Linked DNA regions of Mus musculus: all the other regions are linked to region 2. Evidence: chromatin contacts called from public HiChIP or PLAC-seq data. All regions are on one chromosome and are shown on one strand. The core of a region is the stretch at or near the end of the contact, and the rest is flanking DNA. Distances in the headings are between cores, read along the strand shown.

Region 1 (4,534 bases), core at 2,001-4,500, 130 kb before region 2:
AGAGGGTTTGAGAGAAAAGTCCTCAGGGAGTGGGAAAAATGGGAGATGAAGAGTCCCTAGGGTAATATAAATAGGTGACCCTTAAAACTGAGTGCTCCCTAAGCATCACACCCTATTCTAAGGACTTCTAAACATTCGTGTAAGCCTGCTGAACAACATGAACTAAGTTACATCCAAGCCACTGTACTTATCAAATGAGGAAATAATAGAAGTTAAGTAACTCTCCCATTGACAAGTCATTTTGTTCACACAGTTTACAACAGAACAGAACGGAGGGGCCCCAAGGCAACTTCAGCTCCACCAGTCATGCTGGTAACTATCCTGCCATCCCACTTCCTGCTAAGCAGCATCCAGGGCAGCCTGGCCTGGGAACTGGGTTAGCATGTCCAGGGCTTCCAGAGCTTTCTCATCACCCCTCAAAGGGAATCTAGAACAGATTGTCTTGGACTAGGCAAATAATTAAATTGGAGGGTGAGGGAGCAATCAAAGCTGTTTACAGCGCTCAGAAAATAATAGCAAGCAAAGGAGGACAGGCGTGAGGGGAAGCAGCCTTAGTGCTCTCAGCGAGGTGGGGAAGCATCCAGGCAGAGGCAGAGCAGTGGTTTTCTGGTCTCCAGGACTCTCTGTTCTGTTGCTCTCTTGGGGTTGTCTTTAGAAACTCTGTAAAGGCTATGAACACTGGAAGAATGCCTCGAGATGACTTTCATGATGCAGTTCTTAAAACCTAGTGGTTTAAGGAGACTTTATTGCTCTCAGAATTGAGCTTAAAAACCTCTGGGTTCACAGTCAGTTCTTTGGTGCCTCTAAAAGAACTCAGTCCAGGTTACTTAGGTGTTGGAAATAGCAGCAGAGTCTTTGCTGTAACTCTAATAAACCTGGTTCATAGGTTGGTTATTTTTTTAAATTGTTTTGTTTTAAACTGATTCTTCAGGACTGCAACTCACAAAACCAGAAGATTCTTCCAGAAAGTTCTGTCTTGGAATCTTTTTACTGTGCATTGGATTTCTCTTAGGGTGGGCCCGGGAGGTCAAAGGTGAGATGTCTCTTCACTCTGTGTAACGGCCAATCGCAGCTGGGTCATAGTCATGTATAACACTTTCCATTTGACTTCACCTGATTCTCTCTGATGTGTTTCTCTCTTGGATCTTCATTTCTGTAACATCGACTAGGCCTGGTCATGGTTCTCCATGCCCAACACCGTCACCTGAGACAGAGCGGGAGCATGCTGCCCTCTACACTGCACACAGCTCCATCCTCACTCTATTGCACACAGCTCCATCCTCAGTCATATCTGTAGCTTCCTGCACCAGCATCGCCCCCAGTACTGCAATTCTGTCATTTGATGCTCCTCCTCAGTCGTGCCTGGTCCCTGTTAGCCTACAATAATAGATCCCATTTTTAACTTTTAAAGGCTAGGAGACAGAGGCATATGTGCTCCACAGAGTAGAGATCAGAGGACAACCTGGGTGTTGGTTCTCACCTTCCATGACATCTCTTGTTCCTCCTCCCCTGTAGACCAGGATAGCTGGTGCATGAGCTTTTAAGGATCCTTCTGTCTCTTTCACCTCCTCTTCCTCCTCTTCTTCTTTCTCCCCCCTTCATCCTCCACAGAAGTCACGGGGTAATATAAGTGTACTACAACATCCCTCTTTATATGAGTTCTGGGATCTGAACTCAGGTCCGTGTGCTTACACAGTGAGTGGTACCCATGGAGCCGTCTCCCCAGCTTCCATTTACATATTTAATTTTTATGTCTCAGTAAATAAGTTCTTAAAGCTCCTTCTACAGGGGGTTAGCAAGCCTCCCCTTATTGGCCTCAAAGGCAAAGGTGTGACAAAGTATCATCTTGTGGCAAAACATATTTGCCTGACCTTTTCTACTGAGATTTCACTGGCATTGCTAGGCCAGCATTATCCATATGCCGGTTTTCAACTTTTCCTTGTCCTTCAACTTTATGTGAGCTGAGGGACTGAGTCAGGCTCAGATGTCTCTCCTTGGGAATTCTGAACAAAAGTCATTTGAACCTAACAGGACAGTTATCTGGAAGGGAAGAGAATTTCTGCTAGGCTGTTTCCCCAGATTTCTCTGAATTCCTAAACTTTTTGAGGTATCTTTTACAAACATGCTCTGGTCATGTACTCAGTGTCACTTCATGCCATTTTTCTCCTTCTAAAGATCAACAGTTTGATGGTAACTATTAGCCAGGATACTAACAATGCCACTTAGACTGAGCTCAGTGAAGCAGAGTGTGCTATGGAGAATTAAATGGAGCAAGATATAGGATTAACAACGTGGCTAATCTTTGGGACTATTTGATAATTTTCTAAAGACTAAGAGCATCGTGTCCCCAGAAAAATGTGTTTTCTTATGATATGAAGACTGAGGTTCATTATTTCAAGCACTCAGAGCCTTTAATCCATGGTTAAGACCATTAGGAAAGATAGAGTGGGGGAAAACCTAGGGCTCCCATTACACCACATCTAGTCATCATCTGAAAAAGACTGTTTCTTACTGTAGAGATATTTGCATATCTGTGCATATTGCTAATCAATTCACAATAGCTAAAAAGTGGAGTGAACCCAGGTGTCTATAAACTGATGAATAGATAAGAATGTGTTACATACAAAATGGAATTTCATTTATCTGTAAAGAAAAATTATTATGAAACTCATAGAGAAATGGGTGGAACTTGGCTGGTGATATCGCCTTTGCTGCCAAGACTAATGACCTAAGTTTCCTCTCTGGAACCAAAATAGTAAGAGAATCAACACCTGGAAGTTGACCTCTGACTCCTTCACACCAAATAAATAATTAAAATGGAGGGAAATAACAAAATAGTTGGAACTGGAAAATGTTGTATTAAATGAGGCAACCCAGATTCATAAGCAAATGTACATGCTCTCCTCTTATATGTGGAGTGTAGCTTTTAGTTATTATGTTTGTAGAGATCAGGAAGCTAGACAGAGACCATGAGATGGGGGAGGGGAAGAGGACTGAAGGAGGGAAGGTGTAATATCCAAAATGAATTCAAGACCACCCAGTACCTTCCCCCTTCAAAAAGGACTTTCCAAACTGTACTAGCAGGCAAAGTGCAGAGCCAGATAAGGAAGCTAGCTGACTAAACAAATGTAAAAACATACTTTTAGCGGTCAAAATGATTAAGCTTGCAACTACCAAAATAATATTAGCTGTTCTCAGAGAGATAATCATAACAAGATTAGCAATTCTCCTGCCCTCCGCCCCACACTGAATTCTGACAAAGACCACAAACCACCCTGACCTTGTTGGGAGAATTCCCTTGACGTTAATAGCTGTGACGTTAATAGCTGATTCATAAGTTCAAAATGCACTATTGCTTTGCTGAACAAATAATAATAACCCACCATGGGGGCAAGCAAAGTGAGTTACTAGTCCAAAGGGTTACTTAGTCACTATACAAACCAACCAATGCCTGAAAGGGCTACTTGCTACACCAATGAAAACCCTGTTACTCAAATTTACCCCTTACAAAAGTATAAAAAGTATAAAAAGTATAAAAAGTGTGTTCTTTCTTTGTTCTGGGTCTCTCCTCTGGCCTGCGTGCTGAGAGGGGAGTCCCCAACAGGTTGGATCAATAAAAATCCTCATGCGTTTTGCAGCGATGGCGGAGGTCTTTGTGGTCTTTCTAAGTAAGGGTCTTTTGACGAACTCCAACATTGGGAAGAGTAGAACACATGACATGGCAGCCCCTAACTGAGGAACTATGGGCAATTAATGGCTACTGTGAGCAGAGAGTCTTTTTTCTTTAAGGTTATGATCACTATTGAGTTGAAACCTATGCCCACACACATGCCAGCAACCACGGTTAAACTCAACAGGTTACAATAAAAAGACAAAAAGAAGAGACAAGAAAGTAAATCAGGAGAGGCAAGTGATGGAAAGAAGGAAATCCAAGGTTTGGGAGGGGCTAAGAGAGGAAACTGAGTGGTGGTAGATATGATCAAAGTACATTACATGCATGTATGGCCTTGTCATTTTTAAAACCAAGGTTGAAATATTAGAGAAATAAAAATCCTAATCATGTGGGATTTTTGATTGGGGGAAAGTGGAGAAGGCCTGTGGGAAAGTGGGGAAATAGTGGCTTACATGACAGAAATGATTGGATAGAAAACTATCCAATGCAGTGCATGCCCAGGAGTTAAGGTAGCTGTATAAACGCAGGCTGGACTCCTGAGAGTTGAAGTTTGGGTACCTAAGGCAAAAGTTGCCATGACGGATGAACATCCCCCAAGTTCTGTCTATAACAAGGTCTAAGGATATGGGGTTCTGGGGCCATTCATGGGCTGAAAAGACCAGGTGTGAAGCTTGTCCCTAGCAGCAACTGTGGCAGACATTATTTATCTGGGAGCCAATAAGCTCCAGATAAAGAAAGATAAGGAAGCTGGGAAGAATGACTGATAACAGACTTATCACTGACTTTGGCACAAGATTCAGTTTGTCACAAGAAAAATTAAATTAAAAAAAAAGTTTCATTACTGATAATAGAAACCTGCAT
Region 2 (4,528 bases), core at 576-3,075:
TAGGTGTTTATTCTGGACAGGCAAGTCACAGATGTTTTGAAACTGGGCTTGTACTGTGCTGCTTTGGGGTCGGCAGGTGACCAAGTCCAGAGCAGATGTGAGGGGAAGCCATTATTTTTATCTTTGCATGGACCACAGTGTCACTGTGCCAACCTGAGTCCTAGAGGCTGGGGAAGTGTCCCCAGAACCCATGGAATAGTTTCAGATTCTGACTTGCATTCTGACACTGGAGAGGGAGTTGGGAATGGAGCTTGTATCCACCAAACCAGTATGGTTTTGTCTAGAGCACTTTGGAGTCTGTCAGCAGTCTCATTTGTCATTTCTGGCTATGTATGGATCATCTATGTAGCCATAAGAACAGAGGTCATTGGCCAGGTAAGACCAAAGTGATGCAGAGAGTGAGGACCAAGTATGGGTTAAAAAAATTTATGGGTTGGTTCATAATCATGGTTACATATTCCTTGGTAACTAAGTATTTGAGGGCCATAGTACAGGGAATTAAAAGGCTCTGAGGGATTTGATTAATAGGCTTCATGTGTATTACAAACTGATGAATGGTGGGGAACCTGGGTTTTATTTTGTCTGTCCACAGCTACCCTCCAAGGCTTGAAGATGGAGACTCTTTATACATATGGTTGGCCACATGGCTGTGAACAGCATCTGCATAGTGTAGATTTTTAAAAAAGGGAGGGATGAAAAGATGCCTTGTCTGGAATCAAAGTGATGGAGGGGGTGGACACAGCAATCCTGAACAAACCAGTCCCACAGCTTTTGCTCTCTCTCTCTCTCTCTCTCTCTCTCTCTCTCTCTCTCCCCCCTCTCTCTCTCTCTCTCTCTCTCTCTCTGTGTCTCTGTGTGTGTCTCTCTCTCAGTTCTTCATGTAGGATAATAGCCCTCTGATACTAAGAGACCCAGTTCTCATCCAGGAAGCTGCTAAGAAAAACAACCACTGTCGAATTTGCCTTGTGCCCAGCTGACTGTGAGCTGCATCTTTGTGTTATCTCATGTGGGAAGAGTTGCCCTGGGGAAGCACAGTACCTAAGTGTTGCCCCCATGGACAGAGCCACTCTGTTCTTGAAAGAACCTGTTACCCAGTCACTTCTGTGTAGCCAAGGTATAAGCCCTGAGCAGTGAAGCAGCAGAGACCAGTTTGTTTTCCTGGAAGGGAACATCCTATTAACTCTATGTTCTGTGACTAATGCCATAGGCTGCAGCCCCAGACACCAGCTTTCAGGGCACCCACCACAGTCTTCTGTACTTCTGAGCCTGTGGAGAGAGCTGGATTGGGATGACATTTTCATTGTCTAGTGGTGTCCTAAGCTTGAGTCTTTTTCCTCACCTTCAGAAGATTAAGATTCCCCTATGTGCCAGTCAGCTTTCCACCACTGTGACCAAATGCTAGTGATAAAGCACTTATAAGGAGGAATATTTATTTAGCTCGTGGCTTCAGAGAACTTAGTCTGTAGTTTGTTGGTTTGTTGACCAATGGCAACATACTACATCATAGTGAAGGTGTGTGGTAATAAGGGAAAGTGTTTGTCTTATGGTGGCTGGAAAGGGCTAGAGTCTCAACAGCCCCTTCAAGGGCACACCAACTAATTAAGCTCTACTTCCTAAATGTTCTGTTGTCTTTCAGGAAGACCAGAGGCTGACAGCCAAGCCCTTCCTTTCAACACAATGGGCTTTAGAGCACAGTTAGACACCACATAGCATGCCATGCCAAAGACAGGTTAAGAAAGAACAAAAGCCTTTTACAACTCTGCAGTCAAGGGCTGGCTTTGCCTCTGAGGCTCCTCAGGCAACTCACTTCTGTAAACCTGTTTTCTCTCAATAGAAGTTGTCATGAGGATGAAATGTGATCATGTGTGTAAGGAACCCAGGGCACCGCCTGACTCAAAGTTAATAAATGCCAGCTCTTATAATAATTGACAAGACTAGCCTAGCAGGTTCCTGGGTCCCCCTGGAATGAAGACCCTGGCATAGGCTCAGATCAGATATTCAGACAATCCAGTGGTTCCAACTTTACTGATTGTTATTGTTAAGAGATGAGTAATACAGCAAACATTTGCTTTCTCTGAAGTAATGGTGTGAATTTGGTAGCTAATCCAACTGAGCCAATACTTATCTGCATCCACATTAGTTTGGAGGCTTAAAAGGGAGAGTGGAGTTGTTCTAGGGCCAGGATCAAGGATATGGGGAATCTAGGAACCTGTCTGCTAGAGCCCTGGAAGTAAAGCTAGGCACTGGGTTACATCCACAAACCTCCTTCCAGAAGCCCTCAGAGAATGTCTTGGGTTCCTCTGCAGATGAGAAGGAATCCAGTAGCCCTGAATCACCTGTAAGAGCACTCAAGCGCTACAGTCTCGTGGCTTCCTTCCCAGCTTGTCTTAGCTTGCCTTCTGTGTTGGTCAGGATTCTCTAAAGGGAGAGAATTGATGGAGTGAAGATATATTAAAAAGGGATTTATTAGGTTATATTACATAATATGGGCCTGGCAGTTCAACACACTGGAGAGGCTGGGAATCTTGTATTAGTTCTGTAAAGCTGGTTGTCTCAGCATTCCTAATCTGGTGCTGATGTCCTAGAAGATTCCTGGAGCTACTGGTCTCAGTCCATGTTGGAAGCCCAAAGCTGTTTCTAATATCAGCAAAGGAATGTGGTAGCAACAAGATAGATGAGCTTGCCAGAAGGAGTGAAGGCAACAAGCAAAAAGGGAAGTTTCCTTCTATCCGGCTGCTAGCAGAAGCTGCCGTCCACACGTATCTGATGAAGACAAGTCTCTCAGGCCAGGGGGTGCTGGCTTGCATTTTAATTTACTTCAGATTTAGTCAGGCTGATGACCAAGACTGGCTCTCACCCCTTCCCACGTCTGTCTACTCTTCCCTGTCTGTACGTTAGTTTCTCAGCCGACATGCTGCTGTTCCAGGCAGAACGTGTCTTCACTGTGCAAGCCTGTCTTTCTGTACCCACTCCTTACTATTCCTTCTCAATGACAGTACCTTTTCACTGCTGTCCCCAGGGTCCTTTGCACTAGCTCTTCCTGGAATGTCCCTTCCCTTCTCCACCAAGAGAAGACTTCCTTCATGAAAACCCAGCTCAGGTGTCATGTGCCAGATGTCACAGGAAGCTATCCCCTTTCCCCTGCAGGCCTCTCATGATGCCCACACTTGTCACTCCTCTCTCTGACATAGCAGAGAGTTCCTCTCCTAGATGTGTTCTTTGTTTGTTTGTTTCTTTTTGAGGAAGAGCGATCTCCTGTCTTACATTTCTCAAAAGACAAAATTACAACAAATTTCATCATAAATATCAATGACTTTTCTTCAGGGTTAGTGAATCAGGGCTATAAAATTGAACAGAAGCCATTGTGCCCAGCAGTGGACTCAAGACCAGTAGACCTCGGCGAACCTTTGCTCTTGACCACCCACAGACTTTCGGAACCGTGGCAGCAGTAACAGCAGCCCCGGCAGAACTGCTCATCATTGGCTGGTACATCTTCCGAGTGCTGCTGCATGGGTTCAGGTACTCCTTGCAGAAGCTGGCGCACACGGTGTCCTGGACTGGGCAGCAGGTGCTGGGGGACAGCAGGCAGCGAGCCCCCAACTGAGGCCCCAGCTCCCAGGCCTGGGCAGCTATGTCATCAGGTGTTCCTGTACTTCTCACCCAGCATGGGAGCCAGTGCAGTGCAGGAATGGGGGGGGGGGTCCCCTGTGCTCCTTCATCAGAAGAGCACTTGCCAAGGTCAGTGAGAGGCCGGTAGGCCCCCCAGAAAAGCAGCACCAGACAATGATGAAGATATCAGTTCCCTTCCCAGCCCCTTTGTCCCTGTTCTACTACCGGCCGGTGGGAGAGGAAGGGGGGAGAGGGGAGCAACCCTCGAGATATGAGCATAGGCACCACATTCTGATCGGACCAAGTCTGAACACTCCCATCTCAGCCGGGCAAGATCCTACCGTGGAGATCCAACACCCCACCAACCAACAGAATGGACATTCTGACATCACCAGCTGAAGCCCTGAATCTCAGTGCAAAAGAGAAAGTGCCAACTGCATGCAGCATGGTGGGAGTGGAGGGCGTGGGTGGTGGAGGAAGAGGGTTAAGAAAGCTAGTGAGGCCCTCTTGCTGTCCCTTGCCTATGGCACACATATTCCTGCCTTGCTCCCTCATACTCTCTTTCCCCTGCCTTCCAAAGCCCTTCCCAAAGTCTGTCACTGGATTCGGACATATCCAACCCGTAATTGAATCCCACCTTTACCAAAACGCCGTCTCTGACCCGGGGCCCTTCACTGATCTTGCTTCTTCCTGGTGGCACGCAGCAGTTGTGGTCAGTATTGTGGTAGTTGTTAATTGTACTGATTTAAGTGTGCATTAGTTGTGTCTCCTGAGCTAGATTGTAAGCTCCTGGAGACAAGGACCACCTCCACAAAAACAAAAACAAAAACAAACAAACAAACAAACAAAACGGACCTCTCCTGTCTTGTACAGTGTCCTAGGACCCAGCAGGCCAGTGGAGGTGCACAAAAAAAAAAAA
Region 3 (3,971 bases), core at 840-3,339, 170 kb before region 2:
ATTTACCCAAGCCCTCTCTTCCAGTCCAGCTCCTCCAGCTTCTATTAGCATGCCATATGTATCAATTTTCTAGGGTGCCATAATGAAGTGCCAGAAACTTAATGGCTTTATTTTATCACAAGGCTTATACTGTCTGGTTTTGTGGGTCAACTTGACAGAAGCTAGATATAGAAGCTAGAAACAGAAGCTAGGCATTCAGAAAATGCCACCATAAGACCTATCTATAAGGCATTTTCTTAATTAACAATTGATGTGGGAGGGCCCAGCCCATTGATAGTAGGTCCATTCCTGGACTGGTGGTCCTGGGTTCTATAAGAAAGCAGGCTGAGCAAACCAATTAGCTCCATGGCCTCTGCATCAGCTACTTCCTCCAGGTTTCTGCCCTGTTTGAATTCCGGTCCTGACTTCCTTTTGTGATGATCAGTGATGTGAAAGTGTAAGCCTAATAAGCCCTTTCCTCCCAAACTTGCTTTTTGGTCATAGTGTTCATCATAGCAATAGAAACCCTAAGACAGGCTAGGAAGCTGGAAGTAAGAAGTCAAGGTAAATACAAGACTGTAGTCCTTTGGAAGTCTATCAGGAAGGATGCTTTCTTGCCACATCCTAGCTTCCAGTGGTTACAGGCAAGCTTTAATGTTCTTCGAGTTAATTGACATCACACACATCTTTGTCTGTATTTTGAGACAGGGTGTTTTTTTATATCCCTGTCTGTCCTGTAATTCATTATGTGGATCAGTCTGGTCTCAAATGCACAGACATTCATCGGGCTCTGCCTCTGAGTGCTGGGATTAAAGATGTGTGCCACCATGCCCCTTCCCCTCTTCTCATAGTGTCCAATCATATTAATTTGACTTCATCTTCATAGTTCTTTATTTTTTTTTTTAAATGATGCTCACGGTTTCTTAGGTGAGGGATTCTGCATGTCTTCCTAGAGAAAAAATTTGACCTGTTGCAGTTTCTAATAAGACTTGTATGTGAAGGGGTTAAGTAAAGAAACTGAAAAAAAAAAAAGGCCATTGCATTAGGGGAGAGAGAAATATACAGAGGCATTGGAAGAGTTCAGAACAGAGAGAAAAAGAAGCAAACTGGACATGGCCAGGGCAGGTGAAGCAGGATAACAGAGAATAGCATGTTGTAAGAAGGATGCATAGCTGCAGGGAGAGAAGCCGGGTGATCTGGAACAGACCTGGGAGTTTGAGGCAGATGTGAGGGAGTGAGAGGGCCAAGCATGCTAGCTAGCAAGGGGTATTTGAACTGTATTTTGAGCACTTGTGACTAGGGACTGTAGGTGCCTGGAGGCTAGCATGGGCTTTGATGTGCTGATAGACACCACAGATATATGTCAATGGAGAGCTACTGGTCCCTTCTGCCAGAGGCAAGGGAAGTTGTTTCTTTTGGGGGGACAGAAAACCTGTTGCCCACATTCCTGAGAACAATGGCTCTTATCTAACCACCAGAAATCCTTCTATAATCCAGTTTGAATTGAGCCCAAACTGCCATTTCAGAACATACAAACTGTCTGGGATCTAACACTTCTCACCTCTGATCCTTGAAGCCTCATCTCTCAACTTAGTCAGTTACTCTAATATGTTGCTGAATCTGATTTGTTTTTGAGATAGAGTCTTGCTATGTAACCCAATTCAGTTTAGCCTAATTTCCTCTTTTATTTCTCTCCCTTCCTGCAGCTCCAGATAAAGTAGTTCACTGTGGGTCTCCTGTCTCCTGGAGGGGGGAGAGGAGGGGAGTGTCATTGGCCACTAGCCCTCGAGGGGAGGGCAGAGCAAGCAGAAGCTGTGAGCAGATTTTTGACTATAGTGAGCATGCCGGAAGCTCTTCCAGAGACAGCTTCAGTGAGACAGCTCTAGGGGATAGGTTACTGTTCCAGGAGTAGGGTATGTAATGGATCTTAAGAATTCAGGTGGAAAGGTCTAATTGGTGATAACACAGTGACTAATTATCATATGGGTGGGAAGAGTTGATTGGTCATAACACAGCACCTAATCATCATACAGGCAGGAAGCTAGCTGAGTCATGCACTCGGTCATTCTTCAGATAAGATCAGACATCTGTGTTCAGACACACTACAAACAAGGTTAGGCAGAGAAAGAGAAGCCCCACCCCCTTGTTGGCATTCAGTCTAGGCTCCGTCCCACAGTGTGCCTGAGTCACTATAAAAGGGACTGCTTGCTCCCTCCTCTCACCCTCTTGCTCTTGTTCTCTTCTCCCCTTGCCCTCTTTCCCCTCTCTCCCCATTCCTCTCCCTGCTCTCCATGTGCTCATGGTTGGCCTCCACTCCTCTACTCCCTCCCTCTCTCTTTCTCTACCTTTGTCTCTGTTACCCCCTCAACTCCCCTCCCCATGCCCTGAATAAACTCTATTCTATACTCTACCATCATGTGACTGGTACCTCGCAGGGAAGGGATGCCTCAGCATGGGCCCACAGAGGTACTCTCTTCCTCCACGCTATACTGCGCCTCTACTAAACATACTCCTGGCATCTCTTTCTTTTTATAAAACACCACACCCACTGAAAAGGGGGGTCCGCCATTTTGCACCAAGCTTGAAGACATAGTGGACATAGTGGACTATTATATAAATAGTGGACTATTATTATAAATAGCAGGGTTCTCCAATAGTGCATAGTCATACATACAAACCAAACACTTATATACATAAAATAAATCATTTTTAAAAGAGGTTCAAGATTGTTCTTGGCTACCTAGTGAGTTTGAAGCTAGCCTTGAGGCTAGCCAGGACTACTTGGGATTAAGTCCCCCAAAAAACCCAACTTTTTAATTTTTTTGGTGAGACCTACTGTGAAATTGGCTCTGTCAAGATGAAGTTGTGTAATTCCTTCCCAGCCATCAGCTATCAGAAACTCATTGAAGTGTATGATGAATGTGAACTTTGTACTTTCTATGATAAATACACAGCCATAGAAGTAGCTGATGGTTCTCTGGGGAAGAGTGGAAGGGTTATGTGGTCCAGATCAGTGGTGGGAATGGCAAGGTTTTCCCATGAAGCAAGATGTCTTCACTTGTTGTACGGTGCACTTGCTCTTGAGTAAAAGGAAATCTTATACACCAAGGAAAACTGAAGCAAAGAAGTACAAGTCTGTTCCGATGTCAATCTGGATAGTCTTGACTTAATTAATGGAAAGAAGGAAAGGAACAGAGAGAGAGAGAGAGAGAGAGAGCAAGCCATTTCTGAACTGACAGGTACTAAGGTGCTTTGAATGTTGGAGCCCAAAAGAACTAGCAGAAGCCCAAAACTTCAGTCTCTCTAAAGAGGATAGCTGCGATCAGAAAGCCCTTAAACAAAGAAGGTGAGAGGCCTAGAACAGAACATCCAAGCAAGATTCCATGTGTTCTGCAAAAATAACACTGGCATATTGCTCTGAAGAAACAATACACTGAGAAAAATGAGGGGGCTGCAGAATAAGCTAAACTTTTGGCTGAGAGAATGAAGGAAGCCAAAGAAAAAACCAGGGACATATTGCCAAGAGACTTAGGCTGTTCTCCCTGAGAGCTTTTACTTCTAAGTCTGAGTCCAGTCAAAAATAAGTCTTTAAGAGTAACTAATAAAGGATCAGCTCTTGAAAAAAAAAAGTCATTACAAACTATGGTATGAGCCACCAAGGCATTAGATTTGGAGTTACATAGGGAAAAAAAGGCTACTTGAGAAAACCACGATGCTCTATATAGTGTATCAGGATGATTCTCTTCTAAGGGTGTGCCATTTAGGCCAATGGTGAGCGTGGGAATGGAAACAGAGTAAACAGGGAAGGGCCTGGTGTTGTGTAGAAAGCAGAAGGCAGGCCAACCTGAATGAGGCTTAATGAGAGGGAAAGTTGGGCTACTTCATGTTGGCCACTGTAAAGGCTCTAAAATAATTTGTTTAGCTTTTGTCCCCTGTCCAGTCCTGTGTCAGTCATGTACCTTTTTCTGAATCAATGAATCACTGTCATTAGG

What was found. HiChIP or PLAC-seq counts read pairs in DNA pulled down with a chosen protein or histone mark.
Region 1: a contact with region 2 is called in an HNF4G HiChIP or PLAC-seq map of pancreatic cancer cells. The contact joins two enhancer-like sites. A contact is called at or near these places in 3 of 484 Hi-C or Micro-C datasets (B cells, the G1E-ER4 cell line and nephron progenitors) and 1 of 115 datasets of contacts at active chromatin or transcription factors (pancreatic cancer cells).
Region 3: a FOXA1 HiChIP or PLAC-seq map of pancreatic cancer cells shows a contact between it and region 2. The contact joins two enhancer-like sites. A contact is called at or near these places in 1 of 39 promoter capture datasets (the C10 cell line), 2 of 15 datasets of contacts at CTCF or cohesin (large pre-B cells and pro-B cells), 3 of 484 Hi-C or Micro-C datasets (the HL-1 cell line, bone marrow-derived macrophages and nephron progenitors) and 1 of 115 datasets of contacts at active chromatin or transcription factors (pancreatic cancer cells).

Annotation. Positions count from the first base shown.
Region 1 is chr7:113,457,886-113,462,419 of GRCm38.p6, forward strand. No RefSeq gene overlaps it. Among named protein-coding and RNA genes, the nearest start is that of Far1, 54 kb to the right of the region's middle. Within about 2 kb of position 3,251, at least 8 of the 459 cell types and tissues checked have an H3K27ac peak or open chromatin away from gene starts, as enhancers often do. A contact at or near this core is called in pancreatic cancer cells, where this site is marked.
Region 2 is chr7:113,589,421-113,593,948 of GRCm38.p6, forward strand. It overlaps the pseudogene Gm33828. Among named protein-coding and RNA genes, the nearest start is that of Far1os, 27 kb to the left of the region's middle. Within about 2 kb of position 1,826, at least 43 of the 459 cell types and tissues checked have an H3K27ac peak or open chromatin away from gene starts, as enhancers often do. A contact at or near this core is called in the HL-1 cell line and pancreatic cancer cells, where this site is marked.
Region 3 is chr7:113,417,537-113,421,507 of GRCm38.p6, forward strand. No RefSeq gene overlaps it. Among named protein-coding and RNA genes, the nearest start is that of Pth, 31 kb to the left of the region's middle. Within about 2 kb of position 2,090, at least 75 of the 459 cell types and tissues checked have an H3K27ac peak or open chromatin away from gene starts, as enhancers often do. A contact at or near this core is called in the HL-1 cell line and pancreatic cancer cells, where this site is marked.